Linked DNA regions of Mus musculus: region 1 is linked to region 2. A link is a contact called in public Hi-C data. All regions are on one chromosome and are shown on one strand. Each heading gives the region's core, a stretch centred on a gene start, on an enhancer-like site or on the middle of the called end of the contact. The rest is flanking DNA. Distances are from core to core; before and after follow the strand shown.

Region 1 (5,560 bases), core at 866-3,365, 120 kb before region 2:
CAAGGCAACCCATAGTTACACAGATGAGTATGCCTTCCAGGTAGTATAACTGAACAGTCTCTAAAGTCGTAGGGTGCCTTATGGCTGTAACCAATGCCGTCCTTGGAGGTTAGAACCAGCACAGATTTATAAGTTACTCTGACGTGATTATCTTCTCAGGAAAAGAAAGGATTACTTTGCACCTCCATGAACTAGTTAAAAAAAAAAATCAGGCCAAGAACTGAAACACAAACATCTCTCTAAATGTTTGTTCTATATCAGCATTACAATTAGAAGGTGAACAAAACACCAAGATTCTGACATTGAACATTTCAACGGGTCTAACAACCTGAAGTTATCGTAGCAAATGCATTCCGATTTCCAGACGACCCCAAATATGGAAACCCTTCAGAATTGAAACTTTTATGGGTAAAATCATGTGTAACATCTAAATTTGTTTGTCTTTTAAATCTCTCTTTTTACCTTTAAGTGTGTGTGTGTGTGTGTGTGTGTGTGTGTGTGTGTGTCTGGTTATGAACACGTGAGTGCAGTTTCACATTGAGGCCAGAGGAGAGCGCCACATGTGGGTGCTGGAAACAGAATTCTGGTCCTCAACGAAAGCAGGAAGCATTCTTAAATGCTGAGCCATTTCTCCAGTCTGAACTTTATCTTATTTTAATAATACAAAAATGGGGGGTGTCAGATATCACTGTGCTGGGCAAAATTGTTTTTCAGTGAAGGGATGTAATGGGCTCCAGGGGCCTCATTTCTTTATTATTTATGCTTGAAATATTCTATATACACCAGGTAAAGTTTCATAGTGCATAAAAAAGGAAAGATAACTCGTTACTCGTGGCTTGTGTTCTGTCCCCAGAACCTGCCTAGAAATTTTGCCTTTAGTGCCACTGTTCTTATGACTTTCACATATGCTGTCCCTTCAGACTAGAGTTAAATGATAGTGACATACAAACGGAGGCAGGAGGATCAGAAGTCCAAGGTATCCTTGAGCCATGTAAAAAGCTATAGTGACTACAGGTGCTCACTCAGAAGTGAGCATCTTCAGTCTCAGCACATCTACAGGGAGATACGGAAACGGGAGATGGAGACAGCCTAGAAGCTCCCAGACCAGCTAACTCGGACCATGCCACGCATCAGAATCAACAGGGAAGGCGACCAAGAATCAACAAGAAGGCAACCGAGAATCAACAGGGAAGGCGACCAAGAATCAACAAGAAGGCAACCAAGAATCAACAAGCTGGAAGGTGAGAACCAACTTTTCAAAAGTTATTCTCTCACCTTTACACACGCTATGACACACAAGTGTATTCCTCCCTTGTGAGCACAGGTCACTCACTCACTGCCTTGCTGTCCCGTGTGTGTGTGTGTGTGTGTGTGTGTGTGTGTGTGTGTGTGTGTGTATTTGTGAACACACACAAATAAATATTTAAAATTTTGTGCACACACAAAGACACAAATAAATATTTAAAATGTTCAATACAAAGCTTGTAAAATTAAACGTCTCCGCAGAGCTATTAGGAAGCATAAACAGACAATGTTTGGCAGCAATAACCTTTAAGTATGGCAACTGGCTCCAATGCTTCTCAGGATAAGCTTTGAGAGCAGAGTAATCACAGCAATCAGGACCCTGGGAGACACTCAGTGCTGTTCAATGTGCTGGAAAGACCACTCTGGCCGCAGAGTTTCGGGTTGGATCCTTGCCTTGCCCTAGGTTTTGTTCCATGGCCCTTTCCCGGCATTTTCTACTTCTCTGGTTTATGTACTATTCGATTTCTGAAATTCTGGATGTGGACAGTTGGTTAGACTTCATTGTTCATTCCTCACTGAGCTGGAGGAGGGTGCTACACAAAGCTGGCTCTCAGCTAGTGTCTCTAAGGCGAAGCTTGTACTAGGCAAGCCTGGTCACACTTGACATTTTTCCTCTGCTGATGCGAAGTTTGGATGCCGGGAAAGGTGACAGAAACTCAACGAATTAGGGACGGAAGAGAGGATGAGATTTCCAGAGAATGGTACCCTCTGCCAGCAGGCTTGGCACTCGACTCCAGTGAAACCGCTGACGACTCCAGAAGTCACAGTCGGAGATATGGGCAGATGAGGATAGTGTGGTCAGCCTTACTATAAAGACCTCTGAAGACACACGTGGGGTTTTTACACAGTGCACAATTACAGAGCTTGTTGAATCAGCTGCTTCTATGAGAGTTATGGAAATTATTGAGGATGGGAGATTAGTTCTGGGGCTCAAGAGTTGGCTCCGTGGGCAATGCGCTTCCTGTACAATCACACAAACTTGAGTTCAGATCCCCCAGCGGCCACATCAGAGCTGAGCATAGTGGAGTGTACCTGGAACCCCAGGACTGGCTGGACAGCAAGATGGGTGGATCTCATGATTCACCGAGATACAGCTGAAGTGGTGAGCGTCAGGTATAGTAAAAGACACCTCAGAAAGTGAGGCAGACAGTGATAGAGGAAGACACCTTCAAATGACCTCTGGCCTCTACAGGAGCACAGTGCATGTATGTGCGCTCGCATACATACTCACTTATTGTCACCAACACACACATTGGTTTTAAAAAAGAAACTATCTAAGCCTTGTTAGACTCTATTTAAGGAGTATAGAAAATAAGAAAATGGTTCTGGAAGCAAGTAATTCACACATGTGTACCATACACATGTGTACCATACACATGTGTACCATACACATGTGTGTATTTAATATGTGTCTATCATGCATGCGCTAACATGTGTACTAACACATATATACTAATATATTAACACAAATGCATTAGGAAAACTATGGTTTGCTTTTTAAATTAAAATCTCATGTACCACAAACTGGCCTTGAACTCATAATTTCCCATCCTCTGGCTCCTGAATGATGGAGTGACAAGCCTGGACTCCCAGGCTTGGTTGATCTAATGTTGGCTATTGGCCACATGAGTTCTATGATCTTCTCTGTATGTGGCTCTCTTTACTATCATGACTGTGTGTGTGTGTGTGCGTGTGCGTGTGCGTGTGCGTGTGCGTGTGCGTGTGCGTGTGTGTGTGTGTGTGTGTGTGTGTGCGTGCGTGCGTGTGTGTGTGTGTGTGTGTGTGTGTGTGTGTTTTACTTATAGAAAGAAAATATCAAGAACTGGCCATATCAAAGTCATTTTTAGGTGCAAGAATGAACCAGTGGGTAAGAAAATTTGCTTTCTGTAAGATTATGCTCCTGAGTTTGAATGTTCAGTGTCCATGTAAAAAGTCTCACATGGCTAAGCATGCCTGCAACTCCAGCACTGGATTGAAGAGACCGATGGATCCAAAGATCTAAGAGGCTGCCAGTCTTGTCCAAATGGCAAGCTTTATTGTTCAGTAAGATGCCCTGTCACAAAGTAATAATGTGGAGAATAATAGAGGAAGGCAGCTGCCGAGTGCCCTGCTCTGGACTCTACATGTATCCACAAGTGCATCTGTCTATAACTCACATGTATGCACCCCCCCAACACACAAAACCATTTTTGATGCAACTAAGTTTTCCTACCATCCCCTAGCGACATTCACTCTCCTGATCCACACTTTCTTAGTACCTATTTCTCATTACATTGCTAAAAGCAAACATATCTTAGATATTTGCTTAAAGTCTGTCCTGTTAGCATTTGAGTTTGCTCAGGGAATAGATTAGGCCTTATTTGGATACACAGTAGGCATCATAATTATAAAGATTGAACAGAAGGGATTAGAGTAATTGATGCCTCCAATGCCAGATACCCCTGATGTCAGATGCCCCCAGTGCCAGATGCCCCCAATGGCTATATCAAACCAAAGCTGAAGATTACAAGTCAAAATCTTGTTGCCCATCAATCAGTTCATCAGAAATCTTCTTACAGAACACAATCTGAAAAGCTGAAGCAAAGCATAAACTCCACACTCATAGTTACGTCTCCGACCCATCTGTCCAGGGACCCACGGATGGACGATACAAAGATGGGATGGAATGCGAGGAAGAGATTTGTTATAGTTCTATCCTAAGACCTGGGCAGAACCTCCTTGGGGAGGTTCCCAAGATGAGAGTCAGAATGAGGGGATAAGGGAGCTCTGTGGCCACCATGAGCCTGATGTGACTGTCTCTTCTCATAGTAGACACCAATAGGCTAAGGAAACAATTCATGGGGTTCAATGTCACCATGGCCAGAAAAAAATATTGTCTTTTTTCTCCAGTTCTCTAAGGTCCCTACCCTTAAATAGATAAACATGCCATGCCCTAGAGATTTAGAAAGTGTTTGAGCTCTGACCTTTGAATTATGACCTCCCCTGAGACCAAGAAGAATGAAAATATAATCCTCCATGAAGGAAGTTGCTTTATCTTAGGCCATAAAGGTAAAAAATTAAATATGTGACCATTGTGAAGAAAAAGGCATTCTACAGGTGAGCTGTTGGTATCTCTCTCTCTCTCTCACATACACACACACACACACACACACACACACACACACACACACGGGACGAGGGTGGGGGAGGCAATAAGAAGAGCCCAGAGTTTGAAGTTAGCAAAGACAAGCTTGAAGTCTGTGTACGATGTTCAGTGAGATCAGTGCGAAGGTGGGTTACAGAGATGGTTCCGTCAGCCAAGTGCTTCCTCAGAACCCATGGAAAAATGCTAGACACGGTTTATACCAGCTCTGGGTAGGTAGAGACTAGATCCCTGTGGTCCCTGGGCATCCAGCCTGGCCTAACTGGTACGTTCCAGGACAGGGAGAAACCTTGTCTCAATAAACAATGTGAATAACAAGTGAGGAGAGAGAGCCAAGGTTGTCCTCTGTCCTCTGTCTCCATTCTCCACGGTCCCACATGTGCACGTATACCCAGGCATACACGTGCATGTGCATACACACATAAATATACATGCATACTCATATACAAAAAACTTTTCAAAGTCAAACTTGGTGCTGACTGGGCAGCTTGTGTAGTAAAAGAGCTTGTCGCTAAGCCTGAAGACACAAGCTGAACTTAGAACCAACAAGGTAAAAGGATAGAATTGACCCCTGCAAGTTGTCCTCTGACCTCTATGCATGCACTGTGGCGTATGCATGCCTGTTCCCACACTAAATAAAGAAATAAGTCGACAAAGGGCAAGATTATGGAACATACGCAATAAGGTCATAGGGGGAAAGGCCATACACGCAGAAGTCCCATAGGCACTCAGCTGCAGTGGCAGAGAAAGAGATAAGGAGACCGAATCAATGACCAAGCAGAGACTTTCTGAGCTTATAAAAAAATAACACTCCACAAATGTAAAAAGCCCAGTTATGAGACATTCAACAAAACTCATATTTAGAACATAAGTAGCAAACATTTTTTAAAAGCTTGAAAATGTTAACAGAAACCTAAGGGAAAAGTCATTTCATCATAAAAAAAATGACACTTAAACGGGTAACATTTAAACATAATACCAAAAAGCAGGGGAAAGTCTGTGTAAGAGGATGTATCGTCAAAGTCCTAAAAGGAATTCACTCATTGGAGTTGTAGATGTGGGGGAAATAGACAGTTTTTTTTTTTAAAGTCACAATATGCTATCAAATCAGCC
Region 2 (5,393 bases), core at 1,598-4,097:
AAGTCGGGGCACCGCATCCCTGTGTTAATACATTATACAGAGGTAATTTGGTCCTCTTGCTTCTCTCGTGTATGCTTTCCTGACTTTCCCCCTACCGTGATAGTCACACCATGTCGGAGGGCCTTCCTGCCCACCTGCACGGGGGGATGGGCAGACATCATCTCCTTACAAATGAGGAATGTCCATGCCCAGATCTCAGTGTTAGGAGTCGCTCCATGTGAGTGGAGGAACGAGCAGGACAATGCGGTCGCAAAGCTAGCTCTCACCTCTTCCTCAGGCTTCTGACAGCGGCAAAGCTCTATCTTCCCAGGATTCCTTTCTCTCCTCCTCTTCTCTTGCTGCTCCTCACAGAGCCAGCTCTTCCTCGTGCTTCCGACAGTCACATAGCTATATCTTCCCAGAATTCCCTTCCCTCCTCTTTTCTCTTGCCGCCCCTGTTGCACCCTAAAGCCCACAATTCCCTCAGTGACAGGGCTGAGTGGAATCATCATCCACGTTCAGTTTCAGCATGGACTCTACTTGATGTGAGTCCCCTAACGTCTGGACTTTGGTGGCTAATGCTGTGTACCCCCTCAGGGACTGCAGCCATCTGGAGTCCAGTGTGCCTCTGCAGCCCAGGGACCTGCCTGCTCAGGGGACAGAGCTAGAAGGATCCCTAGAGCTTGCTGGCGAACCAGCCGGAGCTAAATTGGTGAGCTTCCAGCTCAGTGAGCAACCCTGTTTAATACACTTCCTTGACTCTTGTCTGAGGCTGGCATAAATCCCTTCCTTGTTTCTTCCACACACTCACCCATCTGCAGGAAGAGAGTAAGTATGTCTGAAATCTGACTTCATGACTTGGGGAGGCATCAAAGAGCTTGCCTGATGGTTCACCTTCATCTGTCAGTTTGACTGGATGCAAAGTCACCACAGAAACACTCGCCTGGCCATGTCTATGAAGGAGTTTTCAGAAAGAGCTCACTGAGGAAAAAGCCGGACGCTGAGTGTGGGCAGCACCGCCCCAGAGAAGACTGAGATGGAGCTGAGCATAGAGAAAGTGAGTGGATCACGCGTGTCCATCTCTCTCTGCCTCCTAACCACAGACTCAGCGTGACCAGCTGCCTCAAGCTCCTGCGGCCAAGAAACCTGAGCCCTAATAAACCTTTCCTCCTTACATTTCTTTGTCCGGCATTTTGTCACTGCTGCAACAAGGGCTGCTAGCACTAATCTGGATGGGCCACAAGAAAAGAGAAGCAACCAGTACCATAACTCTCACAGGGGTGTTTTCCCCCCATTAAGTTGAAATAAAATTGAATCCCATTAGAAGGTGTCAGGTGACTATAACAGGGAAATAGTGAAAGAAAGTGTAGAATGAAGGGTATTTATTGGGTAGGATCAATTCTCCAAGACCCTGGAGAACTTCTGTCTGGGTCATCATGTATGTCTTCTACTAACCATGCACCGCCGCCCCCCCCCCCCCATAGGTGAAGTAAGGATAAACACCAGGTGGGAAAGGTCCCCATCAAGAGGTCTCAACTAAATTTGGAAATCAGAGCTGGTTTCAAAATTAAATGGTCTGTGCGCCATTCACTTCCATCTCTCAGAATGCTCCTTGACATGCACTTCCACAGCCCGTCTCTGTAATACCTCACTGCTTTGACAAGCATGTAATGTTAGAAGGAAATAACATTCCAGGGGAGTTGGGCTGCCTGGAGACTCATCAAACCCGCAGCCCTGACATCTGATGAAGTGAAGGTGGTCCTCTCTCCATGCAAAGGAGGGTCTGTCTAGATCTCATCCCCTAATCATGACTGGTGTCGCTTGAGAGAATAGATGGGAATGTGTAGCTTTGACTCTGGCCTTGTGTGATCTTTGCTTTGTGTGTCTGAAATATACATGTAATATTTCAGACTGGGCAACTCTCTAGACTGACTCATTGTCAGTGATTGGTCGTCTGCTAGTGACAGATCACTTCCTTTGATGTGACCATAAGCAAGACATTGCAGGAGGAATTTGCTTCCACCCTGGTCCTCAGCCATGACTGCCCAGAAACAAACCATGGTTTGCAAAATGACTACCAGGCTCCACCCTCGCCGTACACACCCTCTCTGCATTATTGCTCTGTGGCAGCTCTCTTTTAGGAGAGACTATTTGTTTGTGTGAAGGGTCCAAGCATGAGCCATCTCCTTTTCACATCTTTGGACCCTTATTTGAACCCAAACTGACATACTGAAGGACAGCAGACCATAAGAGCCAGACACTTGTCCTCATGATGAAGTAAGTAATTAAAAGACAAGCCAGCAGCATCAGAAAACACATCTCACCTTTGAGTCTTTGCTGGATGGAGGCCAGGCAGGACCGGAATCATCCAGCTATGCCTCACCTACATTATTCACTCCTGAAGCCATGAGTTAAGTAAATTATTATTTTTTAGAGCCACTAACTTAGGTGGGTAGTAGGGGGCACAATAGCTAACTGGCATACCATTTCTAGATCAATTCTATTATAGAAAGGAGTTCTGAAATCTCTCTCTCTCTCTCTCTCTCTCTCTCTCTCTCTCTCTCTCTCTCTCTCTCTCTCTCTCTGACACTACAAGAGACCAGGCAGTGTGCCAGATGAGTAATCAGAGGCTCAAGTTCTCTGGCTTTGGAGCTAAAATTGGATCCTCTAAAGAGAAAGGTCAGAACTCTCTAAAAACTAGGCCGTGTCTAGACACAAAGCATGAGGCATAAGTGCAGCAGCTAAATTGATAGCAGTGAGCATACCAGAGGGAGCACGGGGATCACAGGTGACAGACACAGGGAGATGATGAGAGGACTCAGCAGCTCCCTCCAGTGTGGGCCATGTGCACATGAGAACAGACACACTCAGTGCAGAGCCTTCTTGACAAGGCCTGGCACACAGAGGGGAGAGTCATGTTTGTGGATAGAATATGTGACCTGAGTCATGAATGTGCATGATGCCATATTTTTTCTTGCTGATGAATGGCCTTGCTCCTAGGGAGGAGATTTCTAGAAACTTAAAAAAAAAACCAGGAAACATAATGCATTTTATAAGTATTAAAAAATAATAACACTTTGTAAGGTGTAGATGCAAATATATACATACATAGTTGTTAATATTTAAAAGTGTGAATAATACTTTAAAGCATATTAAAATATGCAATCCTTGGGGCTAGAAGATGGCTCAATGGTTAAAGTACTGGCCGTACAAGCATAAGTGCTTATATTTGGGTCCCCAGAACCCACACAAAGCCCTATGCAATGATATGAATCTGTAATCGTCACACTCCTATGGCAAGATAGGAGACAGAGACAAGAGACTCCCAGGAGGCTGGTGGGCAGCTACCCTGCCATACACAGTGGGGAAGAACAAAGAGACCTCATCTCAAACAAGATAAAAGGCAAGGATTAACCTGAAGTTGTCCTCTGGGCTTCACACACACATCATAGCATGCATGTGCCTGCATTCACACGAACACAGACAGGCACACATATACACATGTGCACACATGTGCACACACATACACACACACACACACACACACACACATACCATATATACAAACTGAAAGCTATATATGCTAAAACAAATGTATATTTATTTAAATATACTTAAATAAAGTATATTAAATTACAATATCTATTACAGTTTTGTATATACTATTAAAATGAAAAAGTATCCACAAGTATGTTTTCAATTGCATACTATATGTTACTATAGGCTTTTTATGTCTTTACAGTGTATACTGTTTTATGTATATAAAATAGGTGCATGAATTATATTTGTATTTTAATATACTGTGCTTTCTTTAAGTCATCACTTTTGATCACATGGCAAAAATAATTTATTTGTCATGAATACCCCAAGATATAGATATTCATTGAAATTTATCTTTCTCCATAAAACACTAAATGAGGTCTGAAGGATTTCATATTTTACCCAGAACTTGCTGTACACAACCTATAGATCATTTTTTCGAAGGGGACAAGCTGTCCTTAAGTATTGCTACTATTAGGTACTGGGGAGATGGCCTAGCAGTTCAGAGCACTTGCTGCCATTGTAGAGGACCAGGTCCCATTCTCCACAGCCACATTTGTGGCTGTCAAACATCTGTGATTCTACCTCCATGAGAATCTATTGCCCCCTCCTGGTCTCCATGGGGACCTGCACACACACACACACACACACACACACACACAAACACACACATACTCACACTTTAAAAAAAAAGTAATTTTAAAAAGTAAAAACAGTTGTATTATTGCATAAAGACAGTGTGCAGTCAGGCCTGTCAGTTCAGAGCAAGTCATGAACAGAGGACTTGTTAAGCAATGCCCACAAGGTGTGGGGAAAATCTAGAATGCACATGCTACAAGACTCATGGCCTGGCTTCTTCAAGAAAATTTATACAAAAGGAAAGAGAGAAGGGGGGCTGAGGGAGGAACCTCTCCAGAGACTCGGGGGACACACAGGGGCTCAATGCTGCCTGAGCAGTTCCTGAGGGACTGACTGGAGAAAGAAAGGTGTTCCTGAGACAACCAAAGCTATCGCTATGTGACAATACTGAAGAATTATCGATTTTGATCCTGACATGATATCAGAGTGTGTTTTTGAAGATGCTTTTAGAGATGCATCCTGAATGTTTACAATAAATTAATTCATATTATTCAACATACAGATAAAGCAGGTTGGTAAGATGGGAAGATCTTGATGCTGAGTGGCAGGCAAGGGTGGGGTGACCATGCTAGTTTTCCTGTGGTCTATTGTATTAGAATATTTACAGATTTAACATTGTAAATAGACAGATAAGCAAAAAGAAGGGAAGAAAAAAGGAAAGGAAGGAGGGAAACGCAGAGACAGAGAAAGACAGGAAGGAATACCTAAGGCATGTGGCAGTGACTCAGGAAGGGCAGTCTTTAGTCCAAATTCTCTCCACATGCAAGCTCAAGCGATGAACGTGGGACGGGGAAGATGCCTCAGAAGAGTAAGCACTGCTATTTCATAGGACCCAAGTTTGGTGCCTGGCACCCACACGGGTTGGTTTACGACAACCTGTGACTCCAGTTCCAGGGAATCCAACACCTCTAGTCTCCACAGGTACCTGAGCTCATATTCTCAGACATAACACACACACACACACACACACACACACACACACACATACACACACACAAACACACTCATGCATGCACACACAGGCACTCTTGAACACACATCATTAAAGATAATACAAAAAAATCTTAAAAAGATGGATTTCCATTTTAATATCAATACCAGATGAGTTCTAGGGCATACTGAGATAGAAAAAATTACACTTGAACAAAGGGTAAGAGGAAAAGAATGAAGAGGAAGAGGAGGAAAACTAGGAGGGAGGAAGAGAAAGAGGAGAAAGCCATCAGCCTCTTCTTAGG

Evidence for each region. Hi-C and Micro-C count contacts between places; a contact is called where the count stands out from the background.
Region 1: a contact with region 2 is called in a Hi-C map of muscle stem cells, with 2.4 times the contacts expected there. The contact joins two enhancer-like sites. A contact is called at or near these places in 1 of 39 promoter capture datasets (embryonic stem cells) and 15 of 484 Hi-C or Micro-C datasets (embryonic stem cells, muscle stem cells, nephron progenitors and 1 more).

What each region holds. Positions count from the first base shown.
Region 1 is chr9:115,982,501-115,988,060 of GRCm38.p6, reverse strand. All of the region lies in intron 11 of Gadl1 (glutamate decarboxylase-like 1), which reads right to left. Among named protein-coding and RNA genes, the nearest start is that of Gm31234, 7.3 kb to the right of the region's middle. Within about 2 kb of position 2,115, at least 1 of the 459 cell types and tissues checked has an H3K27ac peak or open chromatin away from gene starts, as enhancers often do. A contact at or near this core is called in muscle stem cells, where this site is marked.
Region 2 is chr9:115,864,790-115,870,182 of GRCm38.p6, reverse strand. No RefSeq gene overlaps it. Among named protein-coding and RNA genes, the nearest start is that of Gadl1, 42 kb to the left of the region's middle. Within about 2 kb of position 2,847, at least 15 of the 459 cell types and tissues checked have an H3K27ac peak or open chromatin away from gene starts, as enhancers often do. A contact at or near this core is called in muscle stem cells, where this site is marked.